Linked DNA regions of Arachis hypogaea: region 1 is linked to region 2. Evidence: chromatin contacts called from public Hi-C data. All regions are on one chromosome and are shown on one strand. The core of a region is the stretch at or near the end of the contact, and the rest is flanking DNA. Distances in the headings are between cores, read along the strand shown.

Evidence for each region. Hi-C and Micro-C count contacts between places; a contact is called where the count stands out from the background.
Region 1: a Hi-C map of an unstated tissue shows a contact between it and region 2, with 4 times the contacts expected there. The contact joins the enhancer-like site here to the promoter of LOC112733080 in region 2.

What each region holds. Positions count from the first base shown.
Region 1 is chr13:123,137,247-123,140,901 of arahy.Tifrunner.gnm2.J5K5, reverse strand. No RefSeq gene overlaps it. Among protein-coding and RNA genes, the nearest start is that of LOC112733084, 15 kb to the left of the region's middle. Within about 2 kb of position 1,766, at least 3 of the 3 cell types and tissues checked have open chromatin away from gene starts, as enhancers often do.
Region 2 is chr13:122,839,244-122,842,523 of arahy.Tifrunner.gnm2.J5K5, reverse strand. LOC112733080 (ras-related protein RABC1) reads left to right here and starts at 1,456. Exons shown (of 7, transcript XM_025781946.3): 1 at 1,456-1,713; 2 at 1,799-1,944; 3 at 2,028-2,096; 4 at 2,183-2,248; 5 at 2,438-2,559; 6 at 2,857-2,985. The coding sequence starts at 1,809.

The DNA.
Region 1 (3,655 bases), core at 517-3,016, 300 kb before region 2:
TATTTATATATTAAGTCTGCAAAATATATATATCACACATCCACTCCAAAAACAAAATCCAAAAATATAATTACTAAAAGACCAAAAAAATTTGTCTAAAAGTCAGAATTACCACGTTATTTTTACACATTATCAATCATAAATACACCTGTCTACTATATACACTCACACGTACACAGTCCGTACGAGGCACTTCATTAACCCCAATTAGATCAGCGTAGGCTAAAACGCACCAGAATTTGAGAAATACACGAACTTGTTATGACATGGGATTTGGGGGTGAGTTTTAGCTTGTGTCTGTCTAGATCAGACTCTTAGAATGCTCCTTACTTTTTGTCATGGTGTTGGCTCCAGAATTAGACACATGTATTGTACATTGACAGGCTGTATGAATGAGGTGTTATTTCTGACCTCCAGACAAGTAGAACCAGTTTTATAATAATTACAATTCTGTCTGAACACTTTGGGTGAAAATATAAAAATTATATGTATGGGTAAAAATTTATAAATATTTGTTTTCTTGTGAATTGGCCTTTTTTTTTGTTTTGATAATTCTGATTTTGGCATTTTAGTAGTTGGAGTGGTAGATTTTTTTTTTGGTTTATTACTGGTAAGAGGTACTTATTTTATTTGTCAATTTAGACTTTGAAATAAAATTTGATATTGGAATTGATCCATAACTGAGTCTGAAATAAATGGCAATTTATTCTTGACAAAAAAAAAGGCACTATGAAATTTGTTTTAATTTTATTTAGTTATTAATAAGAGTTAATTAAAAAATGATTAAAACAGAAGAAAATTTATGTTTAAATTAGGTCAAATTAATGTTATTTATTCCAACATTACAAGAGAGATTATGTAGTTGTGCAAATTATATTGAAGGTGTCACAAATTTAAAATAGTTATTTAATCAAAGTAACAATTTATTTATAAATACTATTTTATCGCTGCAGGACAGTCCGTTGCCAATATAAAGAACCTCCAGCCCAAGAAATAGCCCCAATACTAAGAACCTTGCATTAGCTCCATTGAAAATTTGAAACAGAGTTTTTGAAATATGGAGGACAATGTTATTTTATTTTATATAACTATCTTAAATATAATAATTTGTTTTCAATTCATTTCTAATTAGATCAATTTTTAAAATATATTTTTTTTTCAAATACAATTTATCTTAAACTATAGTAAAAAATATTTTTGAGAAAAATATTAAATGACCAACATTTTTAGTTAAAGAAAAAGAGAATTGACTAGGATTAGTAAATGTAAGACAAATAAAAAAAATTGTTGAGTACCCTATTCTAATAAAAAAAGTTTGTTGTTAAGTATGAATCTCATATCTTCTTAATTATAAACATAAAATTCCATATTAATTCAATTTAAAATAAATTAGTCAATTACATTTTTAATTTAAAAAATTGCACAAATAACTTATATGATAGATATATATTTACAATTCAAACAATTAAATTTTAAAATGTCATTATTTAAAGAATTTAATTTTGATGCACTATAAGTATAAGTGTAAAATCATTTTACACATGCATCTAATTACATAACGCTATTTTAACAAAAATAACTATCTTTCAAGAACTGTTAATGTCATCGCCTTTCTCACAGAACTCAGCTAAATGTCCCCCAACCCATTCGAAATAATCTTCGTTGCTCACTTCATTCTCCTCAAACACCCCTTCTTCCTGGAATGATGCATATATCGAATCGTCACAGTACATGTCTAGATCTTCCTCTAATAATGCCTACAAACTTAACATAAAAACCATGAAATAAGTGTACTTCTGCTTATCTTTGAACAACACTGCTTTAATTCAATGCACAATGTATAACTCCATACAGAAATTCAAACAGAACGAAATGCTGACCATCAGCTACGGATCATGGAAACTACCGCGGATGTCAAAGTATTTTATGCAACTTGGCCGCAATCAAACTCTTAGATCGGATACCATTACTTTTTCAATTTGGGGATTTGAGTTTTAGAGAAGAGAAACCACTTTCAGACAATAAGATGATACATTTCTTGTTTTTTGTCTTTCAATTTTTCTCTAATAAAAATGTAAAACTTCTCAGGTTTTCTTTTTTTGGTCTTCAACTTTTTACGTTTTTTTTTTTTAACTTGAACTTTTCATGTTTAAATGTTTTTGTCCTCCACTAGAGACAATAAATAATACTTGCGGGTAACTATAACAAAAAAAAGGGCCGAAGATATTATGACATTGGACGGGCCGGCCCAATATTTGTTGCACCCACAAACAATATTCAAATAAACAGGATTTACTTTTGCAAATAACAAAATTTATGTGGGAGCAACCAAATTTCATAATAAACCAAGAAACCTCTTACTCTTCCTGACAAAAAGTAAGAGGCGTCCTGAGAGCCTGATCTGTATAGGCACAAAACTCACTGTCTTATATATCATCGTTCTTTCGCTCTCTACTCTTGAAAAACGTGCACTCACTTCACTCATACAAGTTGTACCAAAATATCACTCATAGTTTGATAGAAATGGGAGATTTCTTGCATCAAACAACTAACTACTATATAACAATTTCTTACCAAGCTTTATTTTGGAATGCACATCACCATTATTTTTTATTTCGAATTTTTGTCTGTAATATTTGACTCAAAACTTTAAGTTATTCTTAATATTTTAAATATTTTATTTAAATATTTAACGCTATAAAATTGTTATAATATTATCGTATTGTTAATTTTATTAACAATTCTATACTAAAGAAGTGGAGGTTATAATTTGCTAAACTCTAAAATGGTCTCTGAAATTGGCGTCGTGCACTAAAATCGTCTCTAAGATTCCAATTGCACTAATTAGGTCTTGAGATTGACAAAAATATACCACGTTAGTCCCTGACCCATTTTTTATTAACGACGTGATAACGTGGGCTGTTAGTAACACATGTCACTCCATGATTTAGCCACGTGTAATGGTATGATGATGTGTTGACCAGTGACATGTGGCATGCTGTTGTAGATGGTTATGCCACGTGTCACAGTGCTCTTTGACCACATGTCTGTTTGTGCCACATGTCGTAACCGTATTCGTCCACGTGTCATCCATTATGTCATCATTGTAGATACACCAAATCAGTCCGTCACTTTGCGTTAAGTGACTCATTTTTAGTCCCTAAAATTGAATGTCGTGCACCAAACTAGTCCATTTACTAGTTTTTTCTCCTTTTTTTCTATAAATTCAAAATTCTCAATATCTTTGAATCCATTAATTTCATTTCTAATTTTTTACATGTTATTTAAATATAAGTGCTTTTATAAAATATTTTTTCTCTTGCGGGTACCCCTAACCGCCATCTTGGAATTGACGTGAAGATATTTCAAGCACCACACTACCATCTCTGACTTCTTTCGTCTAGATTGAAGAGGTCGAAAATGGTAATAAGGGTGCTTGAAGTGCCTTTAGTGTAGCCCATTTACACACAACAGAAATGTGTATTTCATAAGAACCGAAAAAAAGATGTGTATTTTAATTCTTGATTTCTTGTTAAAAATATTTTTTTATGGAAAAATGTGTCTAATCAATCATATAATTCTTTTTTTATAATAACATACTTATATATTACAAAATTTACTAATGTTAAATTATTATAGAAAAAAATTTATATAA
Region 2 (3,280 bases), core at 207-2,706:
ATACATTAATAAAGATGATAGTATCTTATCTCATTTGTAAATTAGAAATATTACTAGTCTTTTCTTGCTTATTTCAACTATGCCAATAACAAAATAGTTTATAAGAAACTCGTCCATGCTGAGGACAAAATATGTAATAAAGGATATAATCATAAATTAATTTATGGGTGTCTATAGCTATAAGTGTAAAATTTAATATTTATTTTATTTAGGAAAAGTATATAGAACAACTCCTAATCAGCCAAGAATGGAATAACTTAATTAATTATAATTATATTAATAATTAATTTTAAATTTTTTAAATTTAAAATTTAAAAAATTTAAAATTGATTAAGTAAACCTAATTAAAATCTATAAAAATCTTTCTCTTCTCTCTCACATTAACCTACCCACCTCCAACAACCACACACACAGACCTCTCTCTCTCTCACCGTTAGGCCCTCTCCGCCTCTGCCCTCACCCAATATTCTGCAACTTCTCAGACTGAAAGTGACGCAATAATGCATTGAGTTGCTGGTGTTGCGATCCAAAGAGTGACTTAGTTTGTTAAAGGAGTGCCCATTTTCCAGTGAAGAGATCGTAGGAACCCATTTCAAGAACGCCATCAGTGGTTGGAATGTGTATGAGAGTTCGGATGCCATGCATGTAAGCTTCTTTAGCTCTGTCATAGTCGTAGAATTAAAGGTCCCCATTGAGCCAGATGGGAGACCCCGAACCGAAGGCCTTCTCGGGTAGCGAAGAAATATGAAGCTTTGCCCATAGGGAAGGTGCGTGTCAAAGACATCACGTAGATACCTTTAAATCGGTCTCTACCTTGCACTTGGTTCAGCTTCAGGAATTGTTTAAGGAAGCAGTGATGGAGCACGAATTGTCCTTGAATAATTACAGAAATATAAAAAAAACATTTCATTTAATATGAAAAAAAATCCTTAATACTTAACAAAAGAAATATTCAATTATATTTTGGCAAAAATAATTAGATATCTATAAAATAAAAAAAATTATGAAATTCTTAAAGAAATAGAAACATTCATATTTGCAATACAAAAAAAATCGAAAAATATATAAAAGAACATCATTTCAGTATGAAAAAGAAACATTTCGATACTTAGCAGAAGAAACATTCATGTATATTAACTTATTTTTATTAAGATGAATTTTGAGGTCCAGCCCATTAAAAAGTTGGCAGGAGTTAGCTAAATCCCCTCTTGATTCTTAGCAAAATTCTTTTATTTATTAAAAAAAACCCTAGTAAATTAGTAAAAATTTGGATCTTCTAAATTTTAAATTTTACTTTAGAGAATAAAGTATAATCTTTCACTATTTATTTTATAAGTGGGATCAAGAATAAATATGAGAAAAAAATTATTTAAAAATAAAAGATCACATTTTACCCTTTAAATTAAAAATAAAAAATTTAGAGGATTCAAATTTAATTAGTAATATCCTATAGTCAATAATTGTCGTAGACTCGTAGTAATACTAATTTCAGGGTGCTTGGTTGTTAAGCAATAGGCACGTTAGCGCTTCTGGAGTAGTCGCAGTGGAAGCAAAAGGGATAGCATAACATTGGAAGTCGCAAAGAAAAAGAAACTGAAACGTCAAAGTGATCAAACTAGATCACCGCCGATCTAACCCTCTTTCTTCTCTTCTCTTCTCTTCTTTTCTCTTATATTCCTAAGATTTCGTCCTATTTTCAATTCTGAGCCTGAGGTATGTCAGTATAACCACTATTCTTATGAAATCATTATTGTTATTACTTTGCGTGCCATAGATTTAATTGATTGATTAATTGCAGTTTTGAAGGGATGGATTCGAGTTTAGGGCAACAGGAATTCGATTATCTGTTCAAATTGTTGATGATTGGGGACTCTGGTGTTGGCAAGAGCAGCCTACTCCTCAGTTTCACCTCTGATGATTTTCAAGATCTCTCCCCCACCATTGGTCAGTGTGCTCTCTCTTCTGCATCTTTGATTATGTCACTCACTGTTTCTATGTGTTGTTTGATTTGAAGTTTCCTTCTTCAGGTGTTGATTTTAAGATCAAATATGTTACTATCGGTGGTAAACAGCTCAAGCTTGCCATTTGGGATACTGGTATGCATTCTTTCTGTTTGATTTAATGTCTGAGTCACTCTATATATATATCTCCATTTGTCTATACTTTAACTTTAATAATGCAGCTGGTCAAGAGAGATTCAGAACGCTCACAAGCTCTTACTACCGAGGGGCACAAGGGATCATTATGGGTAAATCTCTATTCTCTTGAATCACTTGAATTTTCATTGCAACCTAATACAAGAGAATAATAATTCATTGGATAGAAAGAATGCTTTTTGGTTTCACATGTCCCATCCCCCAAGGTGGTTTCACTGTTGAGATCTGTATTTTAGGGTTTGCTGCTTATTCTCAATGTTTTGTACCTTTAACCATTGCAGTTTATGATGTAACGCGACGGGAAACATTTACAAATCTTTCTGACATATGGGCAAAGGAAATTGACCTCTATTCAACAAATCAAGACTGCATCAAGATGCTTGTGGGAAACAAAGTAGACAAGGTACCTTCATTTGGGGTTTTTACATGGTATTTATAAGAAAATACAATAAATCCTTTTCTCATTCAGTGGGGGCTTTCGCGTGAATCTTGAATTTCATGTACTCTTATAGAGGATTCTGTTGTTAACATTCATATCATTGATTTTGCTACCGGTTTTTCGATTCCACCTTAAACTTTGGATGTGTATAGTTGGCCAAAAAAAAACATATCACATTCAGTTTCTTGTTTGATTCCTGCATCTTATCATTTTCTTGTGCCAATAGAGGAAACTTGACTTTTTGACTTGCATGTTTTTCAGGAGAGTGAAAGAGTTGTGACAAAGAAAGAGGGAATAGAATTTGCCAGGGAATATGGTTGCCTGTTTACTGAATGCAGTGCTAAAACTCGGGTTAATGTACAACAATGCTTTGAAGAGCTTGTTTTGAAGGTATGTTAAGCGACTTATGCGCATTTCCTAATATTATCTTTGACAATTAAGCATGCTGCATCATAGATTCCTCTTGCTCCATACAAATAACATTCTACTATCACTTTTGAAGGCTATGATTATTCTTTTTCTGTATTCTCTCTGGCTCTCTGCTCTGTTTTCTGTTGAATGAGATATGGAGGGTAGAAATGTTTAAATTTTTTTTTTGTTCTTTTTTGGGGAAGAGAGGGGGGGGGGGCACATGTAAATGGATTGCTTTTCTTGCATTGTGATTAACAAATTAACAGTTTATGAC